Regions from separate parts of the Mus musculus genome. Here region 1 is linked to region 2. A link is a contact called in public promoter capture Hi-C data. All regions are on one chromosome and are shown on one strand. Each heading gives the region's core, a stretch centred on a gene start, on an enhancer-like site or on the middle of the called end of the contact. The rest is flanking DNA. Distances are from core to core; before and after follow the strand shown. Region 1 overlaps Ssbp3 (single-stranded DNA binding protein 3). Region 2 holds the start of Ssbp3 (single-stranded DNA binding protein 3).

Region 1 (5,798 bases), core at 495-2,994, 110 kb after region 2:
TTTGGATGTGTGGCTTCCAGGGCTCAGTTACCTGCTTGCTGGTGGCTGTGAAGTCGTGGATTGTCTGTTGGCAGAGCTGTGTGCACAAGTGTCTGGAGGCCGTCCAGCAGAGCAGGAGTCTCTGGGTAGATGAGGCCAGCCTCCTTAGCATGCGCCTCACTTTCATGGTGCTGTTGTGATTAACAGCAGAGCAGAGCCGGCAGGCGGGGCGGAGGCCGGCAGGAGCCAGCTGCATCAGAAACACTGTCCAATTTCAGAGTAAATGACAGTTTTTAGGGGGTGGGAAGCAGAATGCTGTGGCAAAGCAGGAATATTCTCCCTGTGTCCTGAGGAACTGATATGATTGCTATCAAGGTCCATTTCTAATGCCCACATATTCCCAAAACATGTTATGTTGCCCTGAATTGAAGTCAGAGAGCACATCTGCCATCAGGACCCTGCTAGGAACCCTCAGGGAGGAGACTGTGGGAACCTTGACCCAGCCAGTGCTGTGGCAGATTCCAGCAAGGTCACAGAGCCTGCTCATAGAGAGAAGATAATGACTTTCCTCCATCCCCATGATACAAGGTGGGAATTAGCACCCTGGACAGCTGTTAGCTCTCTTGGGGCTGTGGGGGGGGGGGGTCCCCATGGCCACAAGCCCTGATTTCTGATGTGAGAAAGAAGTAGAGAAACAGCTCGGGAAGAAATGGATGTGTGATCCACGGATAACCCAGTCTAATGGTGACTCCCTTCCAGGAGCTCCCCCAGGTTAAAGTCCTGTCCCAGGTCCAGGTCCCTATCTTTCTGTAAGCACACCTTTTCCTGAACTAGGGCTGCCTAACTCCATCCTCTGTGCCCACATTGTCTACCTTTCTTCGTCCAGGGCACATCTACACCCACCAGGCCCTGCCACCTATGATTCTATCATGGCCACTGCTGCCTAAATACTTCCTGCATTTAGTTTCTGTCTCTGAAGCTGCTGTGGTCATAGTTACACTTCAGTCTCCCACCAGGCTTCAACTCCTGAGGGAAAGGCAGGGTGCTGCCTGTTTGTGACGCTTGGTACAGCGGCTGGTACCCTCAAATGCACTGACTGTAGTATGCTGTGAGCCCTGACCATTAGTCTAAATACTGGATATTTTTTCTTTGTCCCTACAAAAAGGTGGCCAGTTAAGCAGATAACAGACACCCGGTGTCTAGCAGGGAGATCCCAAGGTTTCAGTGGCTCCCAAATCACCTCTCCTCTTTGCCCCATCCCAACCATCCCCCATGCATTTAAGATTAGACCTGATGAACCCAGAGACTCCTCCTCGAACCTCAGTCCTTAGAAAAGGGGCCGAGCAGTCTGAACCCGCTGAAAGATTGCAAATGCTCATGTCCCAGACAAGAGGAACCCAGCACTGTACCAGGGATGAAGTAATCAAGGTCAAGGGAGGACTGGGGGTGGGGTGGGGGACGCATGTGTGGAGGTCAAGGTCAGCTTCTGAATCAGTTTCTTTCTTCCACATAGTCCAAGGATCAAGCCTCAGTTGTTCAGCTTTGCAGCCATGTATCTTTACCAGGGAGCTATCTTACCAGCCCCTAATCTTTTATGCTGTGGTAGTGAACTGTGGTTTATTCAGGACCAAAAGACAAGCAAACTAGGCCAGTAGAGAGAGAGCATGTTTGCCAGCCTCTGACTTGCATTCACTCTGGCTATTTCCCATGGGATAAACCTTGGTTCTCTGCCTTAAGGTCACTGGTTTGTCATGCCCTCCCCCATTGCAAACTCACTGTGTAGCTAAGGCTACCTTTGAACCCTAGGTCCTCCAGCCTTTATACTTCTCAAGTGTGTGTGTCATCAGGCTCGACTCCATTTTCTTCTTTGCAAATAGTTGGCTTTTATTGCCTTTGTCTTTTAGGGAAGGTCTGAGTTTAAAATCAGAAAGTGTGCATAGTATTGTATTTTTCCTTACAAACTAATAAAGGCTCTAGTTTTCCCTCATCAGCCTTGAAAGCTATCATCTCATTCAGGGGATCTATCGAGCATTCTTGCGATTGGCAGGCTAGCAAATGTCCAAGGCCCTGCGACTCCTCAGCTCTCCCATTGCCGCACAAAGGTAGCTGTGCAGAGAGTACAGATGTGCGTGGCTGTGTCCCAGGAAAACCTTATAAAGAGCTGGCAGGTTGGATTTCCCCTGAGCTTACTGTAGTCTGACCTCGTAGCTGTACCCTTGGGGTCCTATGCTGCCATTCACCTCAGCCTCCATCTGAAGTCTGCATAAAACAGCGGAGGGCTGAGTCTGAGCATGAGCCGTCATGGCTATGGAGTGCCTGGACACTTTCTCTGCCTAAAAGCAGTAAGCATCCCTTTACTTCCCAGTACTCAGGAGGCAGAAGCAGGCAGATCTGAGTTTAAGCCAGCCTGGTCTACAGATCCAGGACAGCCATGGCTACACAGAGAAGCTTTGTTTCTCACAAAACAAAGAAGCAGAGCAGCAGCAGCAGGATTATCATGTACTGACTCATGGGGCACGTGTGGAGAAATCTTTCCTTGGGTGTCCCTGTGCATCCAACCAGGTCCATGTGAGCCTCACTCACTGTGAGCTCTCACTTCTTTTACCCAGTGCTGTGCTGACATCATGAAGAGATGGACAGGGAACAAGGCTGTAATGCTGGCTTTACTTAGCTCACATAAAAGGCGGTGCCCCTCTGCTGGTCCTTTCTGGTGTTTCCCCAGAGTGAAAATACTCACAGTGCATTTCCTCTCACTCTCAACTAGTGACGTCCCCACCCCAGATGCAAGGAATATATGGTCATGGGCACACCTCTCTCCTCTGTACAGAGTAGGGTACAGCCTTTCCTACCCACAAGTTATATCCAAAAAATAAAGTGGATCGTCTGTGAAGTGCTTTTGCTGTGTGTATTATCATCATAATTTTATACTGCCTCATCTATAGCAATATGTCCAGCAGGCAGGGCCACCAGTACCGCAAGGCCTTCCTACTCTAGTCTGATAGAGCCCAGTGCCCACAGAGTCGAGAAGGGGTGGAAGTGTCATGACGCTTTCTTTACCTCTTAAAACAATGTCTTCAGGTCCTCTTTCTCTAAGGATAAAAGTCAGATTTTCCTTAGATGATAATGACACTGTCATTCCAAAGCACTGTCTGAGTCCTGGGGACAGAGTAAAGAGCAAAGAACTTAGCAGTCAAACCGAGGCTGTGGGCAACAGGGGTGTGACTCTAACCCTGGTTCCACAGCCTTAAGCTTCTGCCTGCTTCTTCCAAGGAGTGGTGGGTGTAGGGGCCATTTAAGAAAGGAGCACATAATTTATCTCTATTTCTCCTTTAAAAAATAGCATATGCTTATTTTCCTTTAGTCTTTTATATTACAGAGCTATCATCCTTTACCCCAGAGTCATCTAGAATACCAACTTACATGCCATATAGTTCCTCAAGCCCAAAGCATTAGGGGTACCACCCAGTGCGTCATGAGGTCCCTTGATGTAGCTGTCACATGCCCAGACCTCACTGCACTGGTCCAGCCTTGGATGTCCTAATGAGGAAAACAGGAATAATTGTCATCCCAGAGTTCTGCATACACCACTACCTGACAGGCAGGATAATAGTGGGGCCTTACAGGACGCTATGTAACTTTCTTCAGTCTGTGGGTATTCAATGACAGGACACCCTGGCCTGGGCCAGAACCAGCAAGCCAAACTGCCAATTTCTCTGCCAGATGCCCAAGAGGCCCGTTGTGAGCTTGGCCACACTACTGCAGTGTCTGTATAGATGGTTCCATTTTTCTTAGATGAAGGATTTCCCCATCATGCCCTAGTGCGCCTCTCAAGAGCTTCAGAACAGGGCTAGCCCGAGTGTGGCGGGAGGGGCTCCCGCTGGCAGTCGTGAACCGCATCTCTGTGCAGACCTCCGATCTGTGAGCCGCAGGAGTGCTGCTTCCTGCCATGCCGATGCCCCATCAAAGCTTTTGTGCTAAACCATCAGCGTCCAGACTGTGGGGTCTGTGAAATGGCCAAACACTTGCCTCGATCACACCAGTAACAGAGCCTCCCAGGCCTTGCCTAAGTGGCTCTCACAACCTGCTGGATATAACACTATTCAATGCTGAAATTACAGAAAAAAGAATGAAAAGGAAGTCTGGGGCTTCGGGGGTCTGAAGGCAGTGATCTGGAGCCAGCTGTGAGGGAAGGGCAAATCCATTAACAGGGTTGGAGCGGTGTGAAGGCGGAATAGGCCATAGGTGTATTTTCCACCTTTTTTAAGATTCAGGAGCAGGAATTGCCCTTATTCATTTGGCTCCCCCTTGCCTCAGTCTGCTGTCACCTGACATGGTAAGTGAAGGTGGTAGAAATAAGTCTGATCTACTGCTAGTCTGTAGTTCTCAATGCAGCTTCCTGTAGCCACTCTGGGAAGCAATGGGGGAACTAGGTGTCACTGCTAGAGCCCTAGGTGGGCTTACGAGCGCTCAGCCTTTCCCGCCATTGGGTTCTTCTTTCCCCAGATGGACTTGGAGGTCTTTGGGCCACAGGCTCACTGGCTTGCGGGGTGCTGGGCTTCTTCAGATCCCTGGCTCCCAGAATGAAGCTTCGGCTCCCCACTTAGTAGCCACAGAGCCAGTGCGTATATTTCCTTTCTGAGCTTTGTTTCTTGCCTATAAAACAGTATGACCGGTGGTCCTTACATTGCCGAGCATAGAATCAAGTGCAGGCAAAAGGCCCTCTCTCCCCTGGGTTTCCAGGATTGGTTTTGCTCATCAGTGAGAGGCCAGGCGCAGCCAATAACAGAGCTAACTAGAATTTGAAACCAGTTTTTCTCCAAGCCCTGTTTCTTTAAAAAAAAAAAAAAAAAAAAAAAAAAAAAAGATGGAGTTGAAGACATAGTGTGTTGTAGAGAGCCCTGACAGTTGGAAAACTTAGCTCAGCAAATAGCTAGTTTCTGGTAGTCTTGGACATCCCCCACCCCCATCCTGATTCTTCCTCCCCAGAAACGAAGGACACTAGGGAAAGAGATGGCAGTCTGTCAGTATAGGGCCATCTGTAAACGAATACTGGAGCTGTACTCAGCCATCCTGATCTGCCCCAGTGTTGTGCAGATCTTGCCACAGAAAACCTCCAGCTTAAGGAGATGGGCCTTCGCCAGCTAGGCATCTAGACACACTTTAAGTTCTTCAGAAAGTTCTTCAAAAAGCTTCCAGCAGCTGAACAGCCCATGGGGATCTTGTCCTGTCTGGGAAGCTGATCTTTGGGGCACCCTCCTTTTTCTATCTCAGCAAAAAGGTCAGACACCTCCAGGAAAGGCTTTGTGTGTTGTGTCAAACTTGCTATATAGGGGTTTGCCCATGCAGAGCAAATTGGGAAGACCATCAGGTTCCCTTCATAGGAACCAAACAGCTCTCTGGCAAAATGCTGGCCACTTGTTTGGGGCCTATGTGGCAAGCTATTCAGGTTCCTTCTGTGGATGCTTCAGACAGTCTGAAGGTCACAGCCCAGACACACAGCATAGTGAAGAATGCTCCAGGCTGAGGACAGATGGTACAGGCACGGAGAACATGAGTGAACTACTGGCAAAGTGAAAAGAAGACTTTTTGCTTCTGACCCATGCAGTAGGCTCCCAGGGAGGCCAGGTGGTCTGAGGCTGACAGCATTTCTCCCCCCCACCCCCACCCCCTCCCAGAGAGATGACTTTTTTTGTCATTGAGGTTGCCATGGGGTTTCCTCTCTGGGCTATCTCTGGGCTAGGATGCTCTTGACACTGTCACATGGAGACAGGGAACTGCTGATTCCCTCCCTGTCCTCATATGCCCCCAGGTTCTCACCT
Region 2 (5,463 bases), core at 1,601-4,100:
AGCCCAGAGCTACTTCAGGCCTGGGGTGTTGTTTTTTTTTCCTCCCCTGGGTCCCCTGGTGTCCCGTTAGGTCCGAATACACACAGGTATGGAACCTGTGCTGGGTTCAGGAGATACCCAGATGATTAAAATGTAGGTCTTCCCTTTCTGTCTGGTGGGGCAGACAGACAGTAAACAAGTGGCTTACACAATGGGCTGGATAGAGGGAGGACTTCTTTGTAGGTTCAGTTGAACAAATGAGATCCAAGCTGACGGGATCGGAGCAGGCAGTTTTGGAAGGCGCTATCTGTGGAGGAGTGTTAGGTTTTGAAGATAGTTGAGAGAAAGGGCTTGGGGTGAGGGGCATTCCAAGTAGAGGTGTCAGCCCAAAAATGTGCTCTAAGGGAGGCAGGAGAACCTAGTGGGAAAAGATAAGTTAGGGGCAGAAAGGCCACCTATGGGTGTTTGGGCCTGCTTATGATCTGACTAAGACTCTGGATAACTGCCAGCTGCAGCATGCTAGCTGGGGCTGGAGAAAGGTCTGTCTTCTAGGGAACCCTTTAGCTGCCTCTCCACTGCCAAGAGCTAAGACACCTCCCTCTGGTCTCTCTGCCTAGGTTCTCTCACTGTTTCCTTTAGCCAACCAACCCACTGGGAGCCTCACTCTGTCAAGCCTCCACAAAGGGCAGACCACAGAGATTCCGAACAAACAGCCCCCCCCCCCTTCCTCTCACACATGCCCAGGAAGGAGGGGCCAGTCCGTTTGCAAAGGAGAAAAGGCAAGAGGAATAGTAGCCTGTTGGAACATCAGACTATCCAGAGATTTTAAAAGACCCCTCCTCCCCCAGACCTTTGCCAGCTGACAGGCGAGGATGAGCAAGGGGCTCTGAGGTGGCTCAGCTCTTGGGCTGCTAGGCATGGCCAACCCGGAGAGGGGGCTTCGGCAGTGGGCCCCCGAAGGGCAGTGCCTTCCCTCCCCCAAGACCCAACTGGTCCTCCTCATCTGCGGGACCTGCAGACACCAATGAGTCACTGTGTTGACAAACCATCTCTGACCATTCCTAGCCCATCAAAAATGGAAGTCCAGAGGAAGGGTATGAGCAGACCGATTTAATTAGCGCGGGCTCTAAAGGTACCTTAAGTTGGCCCTATTAAATTAAACTGCCTAGGGGGAAAAATAACTGTAATTATTTCCTTTTCTCTCCTACCATTGTATTTCAACTCCCAACCTCCACGCTTCTCCCTTTCTTGACAAGACAACCTTTAAACTAGGGGCTGGCATTGGCATCCCCAAACTAGGTCTCAGTGTTTCTCTTTTCTGCCCTTCTTCTGTCTGAGCTCTGGTTTCTAGCAGAGAGCAGAGTCCAGAGGGGTCCACGGTGCTTGGCTGTATTCTAATTTAGGGAGGCTGTTACAAGTGTAGAACATTATTCCAAAAATGCACCCGGAGTCTCCTTCCTGAACCAGTGCAGATCCGTTTGCCGTGGGGCATTTCTTTTAAAAACCCCTTTTCTCTCTTCGGCAGGGCAAAAAAAGCAAACTTTAATGGTAGGGAATTATTGTTTATTTTGTTGAAATCTAGTTCTGAGTTTTCCTACTTAAAACGTGTTTTCCCCAGGACACTGACCTATCCTTTAATTGTTTGGTGTGAGGCATGTTAGGGGGAGGGGCGTTACTTGTTTATTGGAACAGCGCAGTTAAAAAAAAAAAAAATCAACCTAGGCTAACAGTTTCAAGGCTCCCCTAAAGATGTATCCAAACAGGCAGCCAATCAGCGCTTACACAGCTTTTCTGCTTGACTCTTTTAAAGAGACAGTGCCGACAATGTTTTATCACATTTAAAGAGAACCGCGCTCTAAAAACAGTATGAAAATGGGGAGCCATCCCTTATCTCACCAGTTTTTGATTTGGAGACTCCAATGAGAATACACTGCAGGTTTTTGGGTTCCTCGAGTGGACAGAAAGGAGTCGTGAGCAAAAAGCTTGGTCACTCTGCCAACCCCCCATTTCCCATTGTACACCTGGGTCATTGACAATGGAAGCTTCCCCTCCCCCCACGCCCGACTCTGGTCCCCTACTCTCCAATTTAGCTCCATTTATTTGAAGTTTGAGATTTCTGCGGCGCGCATTCCGAGTCGCGAGGCGTCCAGGTGACGTCCCTCATCCAAACGGAACCCTTTCCCGTGGAAAGGCGAGAGGCTAACTTGCCAGGGCTAGCAAACCTCAGAAATTTGAGAGAAATCAACTCTCTTTCCCTCTAGTCCAAGACCTCTTTTCCCTCCTACAGCTTGCCTGGAGCACGCCAAGGGCCATTTTCGCGCGGCTCCACTTTGGGGTTTCCCAAAGTATTTTAACGATCTAGTAAAGAAGCAGCCGCGCGCTTTGGCGCCAGCTTCGGCCGCCCAGCTCCGCGTGCAGCCCTGGCCGGGGCTCGGGAGGCAGGGCTGGGCACAGGCAGCCCGGGGTGGGGCGGAGAGGGGAGCAGGGCCGGCCGGGGTCCTGGCCCGCTGAGGGTACGCTCAGCACGGGGAGGCGGGGGCGCTGGGGGCTAGGCCGACGCGGAAAGGGGCGCGCCGGGCCAGCCGGGGTCCGCGCCTGCTGTCGCAGCGCCCAGTCCCCGCCGCGCCGGCCGGGTGCTCCAGTCCACGCCCGAGCCCCTCGAGTCACCGCCCCACCCCAACGCCAAGGCTCGCCCCCCGCTCCCCCGGCCGGGGCACGAGCGGGCAGCGGCTCGCGGAGGAGGCGCAGCGGGACTGGCGCGGCCGTGCTGACAGGCGTCCCTCTCGGCCTCCAGGCCCGCCCCCGCGCGCCGATTGGCCGCCGCGGCCGTCCGTCGCGGGGCGTGGACGCCCGCCGCGCTCCTGCCGGGGCAGCCACGTTCGGTTGAGCTCCAAGTAGACCAGCGGCGGCGGCGGCGGCAGCGGCAGCGGTGCTGAAGGCGCAGAGGGCGGCGCAGGCGGAGCCGGGCGGCGGGCGCGCGGGCCGCGAGCAAGCGAGCTGCAGGCTTCGGGCGGGCGGCGGCGCAGCTCAGGCCGAGCCGGCGCGGGAGGAGTTCCAGGGCGATGGGGCCGCGGCCGGGGCTGACGCTTTGACAGCTGGAAAGAGCGCGGAGCCTGCGCCTGGGAGGGAGGGAGCGCGGCGAGCGGAGTGCGAGCGAGCGGGCGAGCGCCGGGAGGGGGCCGGGAGCAGGGCAGCTCGGGAGACCGGACGGTAGCGGCGGCGGCGGCGGCGGGCTCGGCGCCCTCTTCTCTGCAAGCCATGTTTGCCAAAGGCAAAGGCTCGGCGGTGCCCTCGGACGGGCAGGCTCGGGAAAAGTAAGCCTCTCGCGAGTGGGGCCGCGCCGCGGGTGGCGGGAGGCAGGTGGGCGCGGGGGTCGCGCCGCCTGGTGCCCCTGGGGCCCGGGTCTCTGCCCCGCGGCGGCGGCGGTGGCGTGGAGAGCCCATTGTTGGGCGCCGGCGGAGGCTGGGGCACCCTGAAGGGGCGGCAGGGCAGCGGTGGGCGAGGGTAGTTGGTAGGCGCGGGGCAGAGCGGGCGCGGGGGTCCGCGACGAGGGTGGGCGAGGTCCCACTCGGAGCCGGTGCGCTCGGCCCGCTGGGCGCGGGGCCCTTACTTTGCCCACCGAGTGCGGGCAGGGGGCGCGTGGCTTTCTGCAGCCCCGAAGGCTCCTTTTGTCCGCCCGCGGCGTGAGGAGTGCGTGCCGGGGGCTTTGTTCGCCCGGGAGCGCTCTCCCTACCCAGCCAGCGGCCTCCCCGTCAGCCCGGTGCGCTCCGGGGCGTCCGGGCTGGGCTGGGCTGGGCTGGCGGCGCCGGCCCGGCCCCAGGCTTGGGGGACAGTTGTTTGAGGGGGAGATGCTGAGGGCGGCGCTTTGCTGCCCTCTCCAGAGCGCGCCAAGTACCCGGACTGGGACCGAGTCCGTTCGGACCCCAAAGCTGGGCTAAAGCAGGGAGCTGAAGTGGGCTGGGAAAAGGAGGGTGGCTCAGGCAGGGCTCTTGTAAGGGGCTTGCGAGTTTGCGAGACCTAGGTGGGTTTAGTCCCAGTGCCACTTGGAAGTTCAAGTTTGGGGACCGGTCTCCGGCTCCCGCGGCTTGGTGCAGCTTGTCTGTGGTACCCACCCACTAGCTGTTCTGTCTGGGGTGATAGGTACTCACCTCTTGTCGTGGCCACAATGGGATGGCACAGACCGGGCTCACAGTCACTGGCAGGGTCCAGAGCGAGCCTTAATGTGATCTGACCTCTCTCTCTCTCTCTCTCTCTCTCTCTCTCTCTCTCTCTCTCTCTCTCTCCTCTCACTCCTCACTTTCCAGGTTAGCTTTATACGTCTACGAATATTTACTGCACGTAGGAGCACAGAAATCTGCACAGACCTTCTTATCAGAGGTGAGTGGGACTCCTTCTCTTTCCCTAGCATCCAGTTTCTTGACACCCCCTCCTCCCCACTATTCTTAGAGCCTTTGTTTTCAGGAGCAGCCACTGTGGCCACCATTTTGAATTTTTATCACCTTTTGGCATTTATTGTTAGTTGGTCTTCACAGCCTTTTGGCTGGGGAAGGCCCTGCGTCCCCCTCCTTTCTGCCCCTCTAAGCTGCCTCCGCTCCCTCTTTTCTAGATTCGATGGGAAAAAAACATCACACTGGGTGAACCGCCTGGGTTCCTGCACTCGTGGTGGTGGTAAGTTTGTGTGATAGTTTTGTGTGTGTGTTTTGTTTTGAGGTCCGGGTCCAAGTGAACAAAGACGGGGGTCCAGAGCAGGCCCTCTACCTTTAGCCTCTGCCTCCTACGGACAAGCACCCCTGGGTGATCTGACCAGGCTTGGCAAGGGAGAGTGGGCAGAAGAGGCTGCGTGCTGCCTCAAGTTTTTGCTGGCATTTCTCCGCCTGTGGGGACTGACTGAATTTTGTTATGCTTTTCCATCTCACTCTGGGGCACCAAGCAGGGGGCTTAGAAAGAGCTGGAAGGGTTTTTTTTTGTCAATCCTGCATGCTGCTTTAATTAGAGGAGTGGGGGCAGGGCGGGTGGAGGGGACACCAGGTCCGTTCTGCAACTGGCCTGTCCCTTATGTTTGCGTCCAGAAACGCCAAACCTTAAGAGGTCTCCACTGGGCCTTTTCCAGGGACCATGAGAAAAGCAAGAAGGGCCGCACTTCCTGTAGAGACACTGATTCAGACTGACTGGACCTTCCTTTTCTCCGTCTCCCCACCCCCCCAGCATCCCTGCAACCACAAAGCCTTATTTTACTGAGAACCTTAACCAGCCAGAGGTGGCCTGGCAGGATGCCTGTAGCTTGTTCAGGACCGGCTCTCCTTATCTTTGACCCTCTCTCCAGGCCTGAGCAGCCTGTGGTCTTTTTTGCAGGCAGGAGGGAAGCTCAGGGTCAGAGCCTTAAGCTAGTTGTCTTGAGTGTGTGACCTGGATGTCTTGTGGGGCTGATAGGTGGACTCTTTCACATCCTTTTGAAAAGGAGAAAGGAGGAGGGGTGGCTTTTGA

What was found. Promoter capture Hi-C pulls out the DNA fragments that hold promoters and counts their contacts.
Region 1: a promoter capture Hi-C map of liver shows a contact between it and region 2. The contact joins the enhancer-like site here to the promoter of Ssbp3 in region 2. A contact is called at or near these places in 21 of 39 promoter capture datasets (the 3T3-L1 cell line, 3T3-L1-derived adipocytes, the HPC-7 cell line and 11 more), 7 of 484 Hi-C or Micro-C datasets (cerebral cortex, embryonic stem cells, muscle stem cells and 4 more), 19 of 115 datasets of contacts at active chromatin or transcription factors (the HPC-7 cell line, the SCID.adh cell line, T-cell acute lymphoblastic leukemia and 15 more) and 5 of 9 other capture datasets (adipose tissue, embryonic tail, embryonic trunk and 2 more).

The regions. Positions count from the first base shown.
Region 1 is chr4:107,019,072-107,024,869 of GRCm38.p6, forward strand. All of the region lies in intron 5 of Ssbp3 (single-stranded DNA binding protein 3), which reads left to right. It overlaps Gm12786 (a long non-coding RNA gene), which reads right to left. Exons shown (of 3, transcript XR_003955090.1): 1 at 3,400-5,798; 2 at 3,037-3,135; 3 at 1-243. Among named protein-coding and RNA genes, the nearest start is that of Gm12786, 5.2 kb to the right of the region's middle. RefSeq lists an enhancer at 5,465-5,798. Within about 2 kb of position 1,745, at least 43 of the 459 cell types and tissues checked have an H3K27ac peak or open chromatin away from gene starts, as enhancers often do. A contact at or near this core is called in cerebral cortex, forebrain, liver and 4 more, where this site is marked.
Region 2 is chr4:106,908,620-106,914,082 of GRCm38.p6, forward strand. It overlaps Ssbp3 (single-stranded DNA binding protein 3), which reads left to right and starts at 2,851. Exons shown (of 18, transcript NM_023672.2): 1 at 2,851-3,293; 2 at 4,284-4,356; 3 at 4,586-4,647. The coding sequence starts at 3,238.